2 separate regions of the Mus musculus genome follow, and region 1 is linked to region 2. A link is a contact called in public Hi-C data. All regions are on one chromosome and are shown on one strand. Each heading gives the region's core, a stretch centred on a gene start, on an enhancer-like site or on the middle of the called end of the contact. The rest is flanking DNA. Distances are from core to core; before and after follow the strand shown. Region 1 holds the start of St14 (suppression of tumorigenicity 14 (colon carcinoma)). Region 2 overlaps St14 (suppression of tumorigenicity 14 (colon carcinoma)).

The links. Hi-C and Micro-C count contacts between places; a contact is called where the count stands out from the background.
Region 1: a contact with region 2 is called in a Hi-C map of Sertoli cells, with 2.2 times the contacts expected there. The contact joins the promoter of St14 here to the enhancer-like site in region 2. A contact is called at or near these places in 1 of 15 datasets of contacts at CTCF or cohesin (embryonic stem cells), 5 of 484 Hi-C or Micro-C datasets (the HL-1 cell line, Sertoli cells and embryonic stem cells), 7 of 115 datasets of contacts at active chromatin or transcription factors (T-cell acute lymphoblastic leukemia, embryonic stem cells and microglia) and 1 of 9 other capture datasets (adipose tissue).

What each region holds. Positions count from the first base shown.
Region 1 is chr9:31,128,271-31,134,017 of GRCm38.p6, forward strand. St14 (suppression of tumorigenicity 14 (colon carcinoma)) reads right to left here and starts at 3,529. Exons shown (of 19, transcript NM_011176.4): 1 at 3,276-3,529. The coding sequence starts at 3,356.
Region 2 is chr9:31,085,212-31,091,009 of GRCm38.p6, forward strand. It overlaps St14 (suppression of tumorigenicity 14 (colon carcinoma)), which reads right to left. Exons shown (of 19, transcript NM_011176.4): 18 at 5,191-5,327; 19 at 3,379-4,816. The coding sequence ends at 4,655. Among named protein-coding and RNA genes, the nearest start is that of Gm17508, 5.5 kb to the left of the region's middle. Within about 2 kb of position 3,945, at least 6 of the 459 cell types and tissues checked have an H3K27ac peak or open chromatin away from gene starts, as enhancers often do. A contact at or near this core is called in Sertoli cells, where this site is marked.

The DNA of each region.
Region 1 (5,747 bases), core at 2,279-4,778, 43 kb after region 2:
ACCAAGGGAGAGAGGAAGCACGATTGCTTCTCCTTCAGTAGCCTGTGATAATGACAGCTTAGCCACAGATGGCCCTGAGCAAGCTCAGGGGGAGCAGGAGGCTCGGGCACACAGAAGCAACTCTTAATGTTCAGTGGTCTTCTCCGCCTCAGCTTTCCAGACTCCTAAATGAGGACGATAGGACCTGGGGTAGAGGTAAAGGGTGGGTCTTCTAACACCCACTGGAGAAACAGCCTTCCTTTCCCCTGACAGCACCTGCTGTTCCTCACCCACGCGACACTCCCAGACTCCCAGTGCCCACTGCCTCCTCGGTCTCTGTCACCCAGTACTCAGCCCTTAGAGGTTTCTACAGGTGCACGTTGCCTGCTGAAAGAAGAAAAGAATCTGAGGGAATCGGGGTGAGCAGACCACTCACCTCTTGTTATAGAAGCTGGAGGGAGGGTGAAGTGAAAGGTGAAAGGACTCAGCAAGTTGGCCTGTACTGCAGATGGCTGGGGGTGTGGCTCCCCAGCGCATCCCCTTTGGATGGAACATTGCTCTGTGCTCAGCCAGGCAGCCCAGGACTTCTGCAAAGTCAGGAGTCCACTTACAGCAGAGATTTCCCTCCAATTTGCACCCCTAATATATCACAATCCTATTGGTCTTCGGGTCTTTTAAACTCAGAAAACCCTGATTGTTTGATCCGAAAACTGCTATGGATTTACAAAGGTTTCCTAGGCAAAGAGCCCCTTTGAGTCCTAGGAATAGACCAGGGCCACACATGCCGTCCCATTTCCTAGCCAGGAAAACAGGTTTGCTGGGATTGGATAACGTCTCAGGTCACCTGGCTAAGCAGTGGTGGCCCTGTGTTGTCTTCCCTTGACTGTCACTACTACATCACAGATGCCTGCAGCCCAATTCACCTGCCCTGGCGACCAGCTCGGGCTGGACAGATGTCTTTCTAAATGCCCACCCACTCTGTGCTTGACCACACTACCCATGGTGACCCGGAAGGCAGGGACTGTGACTTGGATCCCTCCCAATACCTGGCAAGTGCTTGGTCATTGGGTACTTAGTAAATACCTGTTATGCAAATGAGTGACTGAATGAATGGGTGAGTGTTTGAGCAATTAGCAGATGACCCTAAATATTCAGGGCTGAAAGGCTTAGCTCCCAAACACCTAGTATTGACCCAGAACATCTATAAGTTCCCAACCTGTCTCTCTACTGTTGGGGAACACTCAGTCTTACTTAAGGAAATCATTACTAAACATATATGCATATCCCATATGCGTATATACAACTTCACAGCCACCATCAAACAGTCAACAGTTTGGTTAAGTTTGACCTAACCAATCAGTGAGACAGACTTTTCGATTCTCATTAACGGCCATAACAACTGATATCTGCACACCTGCTATTCCTGGGCAGGGCACACACAGTCCCAGGATACATGCGACAGGGAAAAATAACACAGTGGAATAACTCCTAACCTCTGTGGGAGCCATGAGGGACCAGCAGAATCAGTCTTGGGAAGGAGACAGACAAGTCACAACTCAAAAGCTGTGGTGGTGGTGCCCCTGGGACTCAGCCAGACTTCAGCCAGTCTCTGTGACAGAAACTACCCAAGAGACAACAGCCACACAGACCTGTCAGAGAAAGTGTCAAGGCAGATCATCAGACCCCAAGTGTAAAAGGGACGCAGCCAGGAGCATTCAAGCCTGGAACATTCAAGTCATACTTGAAGATTTCCTGGAGAGAGGAAAATAAGCTGCGGCTCCTCTCTTGAGTGTCAAATTGTGTGTGTGTGTGTGTGTGTGTGTGTGTCTTTCTGTTCACATGTACCGGAAGTCTAAGTTCCTTAAATGAACCAACCACATCCTATTGCTCCCCGAGAGCCCCTTTGGGTAGTGAGTCCCTGGCCCAGCACTGATACCGGGGTCGTTCAACCAAAGTGGAAAAAAGACAGAGTGAGCCAGCCACACAGGAGAAAGAAGCCGCAGAAGTGAGTAGGCGTAACCCAAGTGATGGAGATGAATGAGAACCTAGGAGGAGGGCAAAGAGGCGTTCCTGGTGAATAGTAATCTATCAGGAGCCCAGGGACTAGAGTGGTGAGCCCCACCCTGGCTCCCACCCTAGGGATACGTGGCCTAAACAGGAGACTGAGTTCAGTCACCAGAGGACCCACTTTCAATATCAGCACCCGTCTTCGAAAGGGAAGTCTGGAAGGGCAAACCGAAAATGAGAGAAAAACAGATGAAGGTCAAACACCAAGCGGCAGGCTACCTGCGGAGGAGGCACGAGTTCCAAGCAGGCAATTACTAAGGACTCGCAAACACCCCAATCACAGAAAGAAGGAGAAGGCGGCAGCAGGTGGCATCTCACTGCAGGGCAGAAGCACAGGTTGCGGGGACTCTGTTACAAGGGGTGAGAAGTGAAGTCCCAGCTCACGGTCCCCCGAGATCTGGTCTTCTCCAAGTCAGCAGAGAAGGAGTGCATGAAAAAGCGGCGGAAGGGGAGGCTCGGCTCCAGGAAACTGCCTCTGCCAGAGCAACAAGCCTCGCTCACCAGCCTCTAGCTGCGGTTCAGAAAAAAGCCTGGCCGCTAGTCCCACCAGAGCACGGCGCCACCACTACCCCACGACCCGTGTGTGTCTTTCAGGATAACTAACGCCCTCCCCCACTGTGTGCAGCAAAGTGAAATGCTTCTGAGGTCTTTCAAGAGACTTCTCAGGCTTCTGCTTCCCGCTTACTAAAGGCTTCTTCCAGAAGGCTCAGGACACATGCTTCACCACTACCCAGACAGCCACCTTCTCAAGGGCTCCACACTCTGTGTGGACAAAGCTCTGCTCTGAGTTCAACCCTTACAAAAGATCCAAAGCGCCTTTGACCAGGAAGACTAAAACGAGTTTGTGCAGAGGCCAAGGACAGACAAGTCTCCAACTTGTCCTTGCCATAGCCCAGGTCACCCACTCGGAGCACTGATTGATAGCCCAGAGCAATGGTGACCCCCACGGAGATCCTGCCAGCCCCAACCCCGACGCCTCCGGGCCCTACGGCTTCCCACCTCCTCAGTGCCCAGCGCGAGGCAGGTCTGGGACCGAGGTCCGACCGGCCCCGCCCTGCCACCAGCGGCCAGGCACCCACCGAACAGGAAATTCCACCTGTGCGCCCGAGCTCCGGCCACCCACGAGCCGTAGAGCGGAGCTCGGGCGAAACCGAGGGCCCCGCGCAGGCGACGCTGCGCGCGGATCAGAACTGTGGACGCCCGACCCCGGGTCCCCAGCCCTCGCCCACCTCTAGCCGGGAGTTGTACTTGAGTCCCGCGCCGAAGTCCTGAGAGCCCCCTCCGGCCTTGCGGCCCCGATTGCTACCCATGGTTTTGGCGGTCCGATCGCCGGTCTCAGACGCGTGGTCCCTCCGGGCAGCCGTCTACCATGGCCCGCGGGGTGTTGGGGACACGAGGGACGAGGGGGACGAGGTGAGGCACGGGCCAAGTTCCGGGGCAGGCCCAGCGCGCCCGGCCCGCGGCGGAGGCTCCAGTTCTCATCCTTCCTCCCAGCTCAGGTAGTTTCAGGGTGTGGCCTCCAGGGTCGCCCCGCCCCTCCAGCCAGCCAGCACCGGCGCCCGCACACCTGTTGCGGCCGGTCCCGCCTTCCGCCACGCCCCCAGGAAGCTCTTTCCCTCCCGCCAGAACCCCGAAAAGGAGCACCACAGAGTTCTGGCTCTTTCTTCCTCTTTGTCACGGGTGGCTCTTTCTCCTGGAGCACAGCCCTTCAGTCCGGTCCTTTGATACTGGCCATCTCTCCACCATCTTTAATACAATTTTAATCTCTCTCCCGTGGATCTTTCCCTACAATCAATCATGTTACCAGATGCCTGTGTCTCCGTTATTGTCCCTTCAAAACCGTAGCCAGCTGTTGTTAAGACCAGGCCTTCCTCCTGTGTCATGTCCCCTCCTGGGGACAGTAGCAGCCTCTTCTTCGCTGTCAGAGCCACTGACAGTGGCCTGTGCCCAGAGAAATGATTGCAGGTCCCCAGAGTCTTTCTCCAACTATTTGCAGCATCAGATACTGACTGCACATCCCGTCTTGAAAAGCGTCTTTTCTGTATTTTCGTAATCCTTTCTGACCTCTAGACTAGATCGCTAGTCAACCTCCTCCCTTTTTTCTACACTCCCTTCCTTTAATTTGTTGTTATTGTTGTCGTTGTTTATTTGCGTGTTTGAGAACAACTTGCGAGATACTTGGTCTCTCCTTGCACCTTGTGGGTTCTAGGGATGGAGAATCATCAGGCTGGGCAGTAAGAGCCCTTACTGGCTCAGTCATCCTGCAGGACCCACACTTTCCTTCTTTAAGGATACGTGCCTTCCCAGCACAGGCACCAAAGGTGTTCCCCACCTGGGTATTTCTCTGCTGATATTCTGCAGTCTTGATTAGTGAACCAAAACTCCTGAGCTCATAGTATGTGCTGTCCTAGCTCTTGGGAAACAAGAATGAGCAAAATGAAATTTTGCTCCTTTGAACTCCTACTTTGAAATTAACAAGCCCCAAGTTTCTACCTAGAACCCAGCCCTTCTTAAAATAACATAAATCTCTATGAGTCTGTGTCCCACAGCAGCTACAGCAAGCAGAGCCCCCTGCTGATGTATTCTGGAGATAAGTGATGTAACAACTCTGGTGATATTAGACCAAAGAGAGTCTACTGACACAGACTCGTCCTCCCTGTGAGCCAGGACTGGGTCTTTCTGTCTCTCTATCATTGCACTACTGTGTCTCACTGACCGGAGTCTTCCAAGTCTAAGTTATGTGAGTGTGATGCACAGGGAAATAAATTTGCCACTATACTGCATGCAAAGAATTCCAAAGCCAAATGGAGCATATTGAAAAATAACTCCCTGCTTTGGATTACCACTGGCACAAACACCCTTTAATTAGTGAATGACTGAAAGTTAGCCTGATTCGAGGCAGCAAAGACTAGAAGGGACTTGTGGCTCTGGACCTGCTATTCTGTTGAGAAAAGAATGACTCATTTTCTTTCTCAACTTCCTGCAGTTCCATCCTTTATCTCAGAAAGCTAAATGTGTATCTCGTCTGTGAGAGGCACCCATCTGGTCATTTGAGTGCAGGCAATGCCACAAATCTGTCGTAAGTCCAGCAGAAGAGTCACCCTCCTGTGCTATGCACACCCTATGTGCATGCCTAGGACATCCCTATGACCAACAACCGGACAAAGTAAACTTTATGCTAACATCTTAAATCTGTTTGGTTTAATCGTTATAAAGTATATATAAGGCAGGTGTGGTGGCAAACACACGGGCCAGCCTGATCTACATAGCAAACCCTGCCTCAATAAAGAAAGAACAATATACATGATATTAAGTACTTTTGTCTCTAAATTGTCAACAAAGAACCCCAAGAGTAGCCAGTTTAAAAACCCAAAACCTGAGATGATGCTCAATGGTAGAGTAAGTCTCATATGGTATTCATGCACTTGATATCCAGCATGACACACACACACACACACACACTCATGGCACGCACACATGCATATAGTCTTCAGTCCTTCTCATCTCTCACTGTACAAGGCTAACTCAGAACCAAATGAGCCAGCCTTGACCACATGCCTCCCTCACTGCACAACCATGCCCCTCCCTGGGCTAGACCAGCTTAGTCCAAAGCTGCTATAACTCTCTTCCTGGACTTCTCAGAACACTCTGCCTGCTGGGAAAGTCGAGTTCACATTCATAAGACCTTTCTCCAACTCACT
Region 2 (5,798 bases), core at 2,695-5,194:
CATTCAGTAGCTTCCCAGAATCCCTTGCAGATTGTCACCCCACTTCAAGTAGCTTGGCCTAAGATATCTGTTCATTGCTACCCCCCATCCACCATCCTTAATCTAAAAAATTGAGATGGCTCTGAAGTCACCTGCTTGGTAGATGGACCCCTATTCTTCCCAGGCTGGCAAAACCAAAGGCAGGCACTTGCATGACTAGCCTAGAGCAAGGCCCAGCCTGGAAATGAACCTCCGAGCTTAGAAAGCTCAGGGGGAACTCATGCCTGGAAAAATAACTCCCACATGCTGGTTCACACCTTTCAGCCACCCTGAGGCAGCTTCTCTGACATACAGGAAAACAGGTCCCCAAATTAAATCATTTACAGACGTTTGTGTGAGGAGTGTGAACCACCTTCATTCACTCCAAGTGTTAGTCTCTGTTCTTTGTGGATCAGGGGTAGTATGTATACACACCAAGGACAAGGAGTGGACGTTTGTGTCAGCACAATAAATAGATAGTGTGGCTGTGGGGCTGTGCCACCTGTGTTCAGATCCTTTGTCCGCTGTCCTCTAAGTGTGGGCTTTGGGAAGGTCACCTAAAGTCCTGGTCCCCTCATGTTCTCTGAAAAATGTAGACATAGGACTATTGTGGGGATTTAGCAAACTTCCATACATAGACCACGTAGGCCAGCATGGTAGGGTGAGGCAGGAGGATTGGCGATCTAGACCAGGTACACAACAAGACCCCAACTCAAAGAACAAAAAAGAAAGGGGAAAAAAATAGGAAGTGCCATTCTTTATTAAATTCTGAATTCTCCTATCATTTTACAGCTTCAAGAAGCTCTACTGCCTGAGGGCCACTGGCTGGAAGAACCAATTTCTCTTACACAGGTTCCAGGTGGGTAACACACAAACTCCAAGCCTGGGAGTGTGAAGGTTGTAGCACTGATTCACATAGGCACCCTGTATGTTGCTTCAGAGGAGGTGCCTTGTGCCACAGCCTGATCTTCTAACAGACTCTAACGCCAGCATATCTCATACCACCCACCCCCACAGTGTGTGTGTGTGTGTGTGGTAAGCACCAAGCTAAGCTGTGACAGGCACCTGTTATGTCCCATAGGAAACTGCTTTATCCCTGCTTCTCACCTAGAAACATCTGACAGAAGTCACATCCCTGCCCCAAGCCTGCCTAGTAATGAGCTGTCGGGATTCTATCGCTGACGGTCAGCAGGTCCTGCCTGCAAAATGAGGACTGACAGACTGACTAGAGAAAGACTGTGCTGGGGCCCCTTCCATGTTAACCCTGAGACAGATGAAGGGTAATTAGAAACTAGAGGCCCCACCTCGAGAGGGGCTCTCACTTCTGTGACAGCACAATATCGCCACCGTGTGGACAAAAACCTGAACGACCATTTACTAGCTAGTTCTGCGCAGTGGCTCTGAGTCTGGAATCCTAAACCTAGATCAGGGATTTGAAACCTTCCCTCTTCTGCTAGATTTTTGTTCTCTAACCTATTTCCTGGCGTCTCCTGCAAAACCTTGATAGAAGCAGGAGCAAACAGGATCTGAGTTTGTTCATTGAACTTCTAAGGTTGTGATCAGTGACTAAAATAAGTCAAGGCAGTTTGGGAGGAACCGGAAAATGAATTGCTTTGAGAGTCCCAGCATAAGCCGGCCAGACAGGGAACAGACCCCACTATGTGTGCTAAGCTGATGTGGCCAGTCGTAATACTGCACTGTCTCCAGGAAGCCCAGCCGCACAGTTTTCTGTGAATAGGGAAAAATCAGCTTTGCGTTGGCACTGCCTCCGCCTCCTTCTCTCTTATAGATCCAGCTACAGCCAAGTAACCCTGGTTTTTCAAGATGGGGTTTCTCTGTGTAGCCATGGCTGTCCTGGAACTCACTCTGTAGACCAGGCTGGCCTCGAACTCAGAAATCTGCCTGCCTCTGCCTCCCAAGTGCTGGGATTAAAAGCATGCGCCACTACTGCCCGGCCAGCCCCAGATCTTAAGGCGACTTTCATCTGTGTAATATGACAGAAGCTAGGTGGTTAGATATTCAACATCACGTCTCACCTGTCATGACCACTTCTGACAGCCTGCCGGCCCCCAGTCATCCTTGACCCCACATCAGGCTCCCCTGGGAACAGCCCAGGGTGCAAGGCAAGGTGCAGAATCCATGGAGCAAAATAAAATACGAAGACCCTTGTTCAAAGGCAAGAGTGGAACGTAGAACCAAGTATAGGGCCCTTCTAGGCATGGAGCTCCGTGCATTTGCAGGCACAGGGGAGACAGCCCTGCCTAGCTGCCTTGTGTAGAGTAAAATTCTCTCTGGCTCTCAACACCTTCTCTCCAGGCTGCCATGGCGGTTAAGTGGTCTCAGAATGCATTATTCATCCCATACCCTGCACACTGGACTGGCTACCGCTACTGCAGCCTACACTAATTAAACTGAATCTTCTGTCACATACTCAGTGCTGAGTATTGTGAATTGAAAACACAAATGTGTGCCAAACACTTTGGGCAACGAGCCACCCCTCCCCACTCCCACCCAGTGGAGCTAAGATGGGCCACTCCCCAATACCATTACAGACCCATGTAGCCAACTGCTCCCCAGTGCCGTGGCACCTCTCATCTCCCCAGCAGGCATCAACACTTGGTTGATTTCCCAGGGATTAAATGTGACTGTCAATCCAAAGGGATTTTCAGGATTCACCCAGCACCGTGGGGATCAAGAGCACCAGACCTTGCTCAGGGTACCACATGGGACCCTCAATGGCCATTAGCCCATAACAGCTCAGAGTGGCACTAACCCCTGCTAACCATGCTTCTCTGTGTTGGTAATCCTCTGAAGGTCTCCAGAGTGGCTTCCAAAATGAGGTCTTAGGAGCTCTGTGTAAAGAGTGGGGAGTTGAGCCTGTGAGTTCTGCAGGATCTCAAAGCTCTGCTGGAGAAGAGAAGAGGAGCCCTGAGGGTAGCTAGTTCCCAGGTGATTCCATTAACCTAGGACAGTGGGGCTAGAGGCAGCGAGGTCAGGCAGCCCTGCCTGTGTGTTTGCTGCTGGAGAGGGAGTTCTTACTGTGGACAGCAGCTGTGGTGGACACTGAGGTGCTGTGTGGGTGGCCCAGGCTGCACCAGCCTCCCTGACATCACATGTGTGTGAGCTGGCTATGCACACACACACACACACACACACACACACACACACACACACACACACGGAATCAGCCCACATGTGTGCCCTGCAACCCCTCACTTAACATAGCCCCTGGCTCAATCCTTCTGCCCCATATCACTAGGAAAAAGCGACCATGTCAGGAGGACAGGAATGTCGCTTACACCGTGGGTCTTCCTGGGGAACACTCTAACTAGAATCAGAGACACAGCACAAATACCACATGAGCAGTCAGAACAACTGTCTTAACTTTGTGTTAACAAAGGCCAATGGTAAGCAACAGCAACGTCCAGGAGCTCGGGAGGCCTGAGCTGGGGAAAAGCAATGGGCAGAGCTGGCTTCCCTCATGACCCTGACACAGTCACCTCCACATCTACCAGAGGCCACTCCTTCTTCAGCCTCAGCCCATGCATGGCCCCAGGAGCCTTCGAAGGGCCTTTCAAAAGATCTCTAACCTCTCCTCAGATCTACAGCCCCACCTCCCTGGGCAACTCCAACTAAGTTGAGAATACTTGATAAAGTAGAAAGAGGGATGGCATAGGAGGTGTAAGCACCCATCACTAACACAGCATCATCCCCCGAACTGCAACCCATCCACCCATCCCATGCTGGGCCCTGCATCCATGTGCACCTCGTGTATGCATCCATGTGTGTATACACAACATGTGTGACACCTGTGCACCGAAAGCAAACCCACAACACTTGGCATCTCCCTCTTCCTCTGACATGTCACCATGACTACTACTGCCTGTCCTCTCAACCCCCGGTAGGGCAAGGCCAGGGTCAGTCCTGGACAGTCACATGATTCATCTCCCCCAAACTTCCTTCTGACCAAGTTTCTGTTGCAATCAGGGCCTGGCTTACAAGTGAGCACTTGTTATAACCAAGGACAGACAGCCCTTGGCCTAGGGAAGACAAGACGCTGTGGTCTGCACAGGGTCTGTACTAGGGGAAATTTAGTTCTAGTTTAGTGCAAAGAAAACTATTCATAGAGGGGATGGGGGAGGGAGGTGTAGTAGTATAGCAAGAAAAACAAATTACCTAAAAAGAAATAAAATGTTTTACTCTCAAATACCCACCCCTGGCAACAGCAAAACAATTTCAGCCTTAGGTACCACTCTTTTCTGGGGTTCCTAGGGCTGGCGCTTCCTGAAAAGAGTGACCCTGAGCCCCTCCTCCCATAGGGCTCCCGGGAGCTCAATGACAGTTGGAAGCAGCTCTCCGGGACAGCATCATCTTCACCCAGCTCAGGGCTAGAGGGGGAAGGCTGCCATCAAACCCTTGCCCCCAGGCTGGGCCGCTAGCACGCAAGTTCTCTCTCCAACTCTTGAGGGGGTCCCACTTTGGAAGAACTCTGAGTCCTAAGGATGCAGTTCACAGTCTGGGTTGTGTTGGGGGGGGGAGGCCACAGCATAAATGTCGTCAGTGTTCCTCTCCTGTATCCAGGTGTGCATGTCGGGCATCCCTGTGGGTGTTTGTGGTCGGCTGTCTGTCCATGCTGCTATACCCCAGTGTGCTCTTTGATCCAGTCCCGAACTACAGGGAGCCTTGTGTACACGCCTGGCTTGTTCCTCTGAGCGCAGCCTTCACCCCAGCTCACCACACCAGCCTGGAACATTCGCCCATCTTTCTCCGCGCTTGACAAGGGGCCACCAGAGTCACCCTACGCAAAATAAATAAATAAATAAATAAATAAATAAATAAATAAATACCGAATCCTGTGCGTGAGTAGTCCCTTACCTAAACTCTTAGTAGCTGCCTCAACCTAAGTAGCCTCTCCCATGGCCAACTGACCTCTCCCGGAAGCATGACTTCCCCAGGACTCCTGCTTACCCCTGCCGGGCTCTCCCCAGCCCCACCTATCCCCAGCTCCGGCCTAGTTAGCCCCACCCCCTCCTCTTCCCCTGCCCTGCCTTTCTCTTTCCTTACCCTGCCTCTTTCCCTTCGCATTCTGCACGGCTCCTCCACTCCCTGGTCTGGTCCCAGCTTCCGCCTTTCAAGGTCCCCCCCCTCCCCCTCCCCCTCGGCCCCACGCACCTGGCAGGAGTCCACACCCCCACTGAGGAAACCCACACACATCATTCGTGGGGTGATCTGCTGCGGCATGAGGTCCTCACAGGTGGTCTGGTTGATGACACGGATCTCACCCTTCTGCAGGATCAGCGCTCCGGTACCTGGGGAGACAGGAAGCGGGAGACTGAGGCAGGCAGCTCCCGGGGTAAGCCAGTCTCAATGGGGAAAACCCGCACTGGAGATAATCCTCACTGGTCAGGTTTATAGGCAGTGCTTGGAAATAACCCAAGAGCCTGCGGCTGACACATAAATAGGTCAGTAGCCGAGAACACACGGCAGGATATTGTGGAGCCATTAAAACTGCTGCGAAACTGCTGCGGATGGGTCAGATGCACAGCAAGGAAGGAAATGGATGGAAAGCGACAAACCACCGAAAATCCGACCAAACTCTCAGCCACGGTTTTACTTTCTATATGAATGTTCTCCATGAACTATACCAATCTGGGAATGGAGTCTTTCAATCTAAAGTTTGCCTACAAACTGCTTGTCCTCCACAGGGCTCAAGGACCCACAGTGGGTAACATGTGTGGGCCCAGCTCGAAAGCTTATCCACGTAGAAAAGGGACACCCGA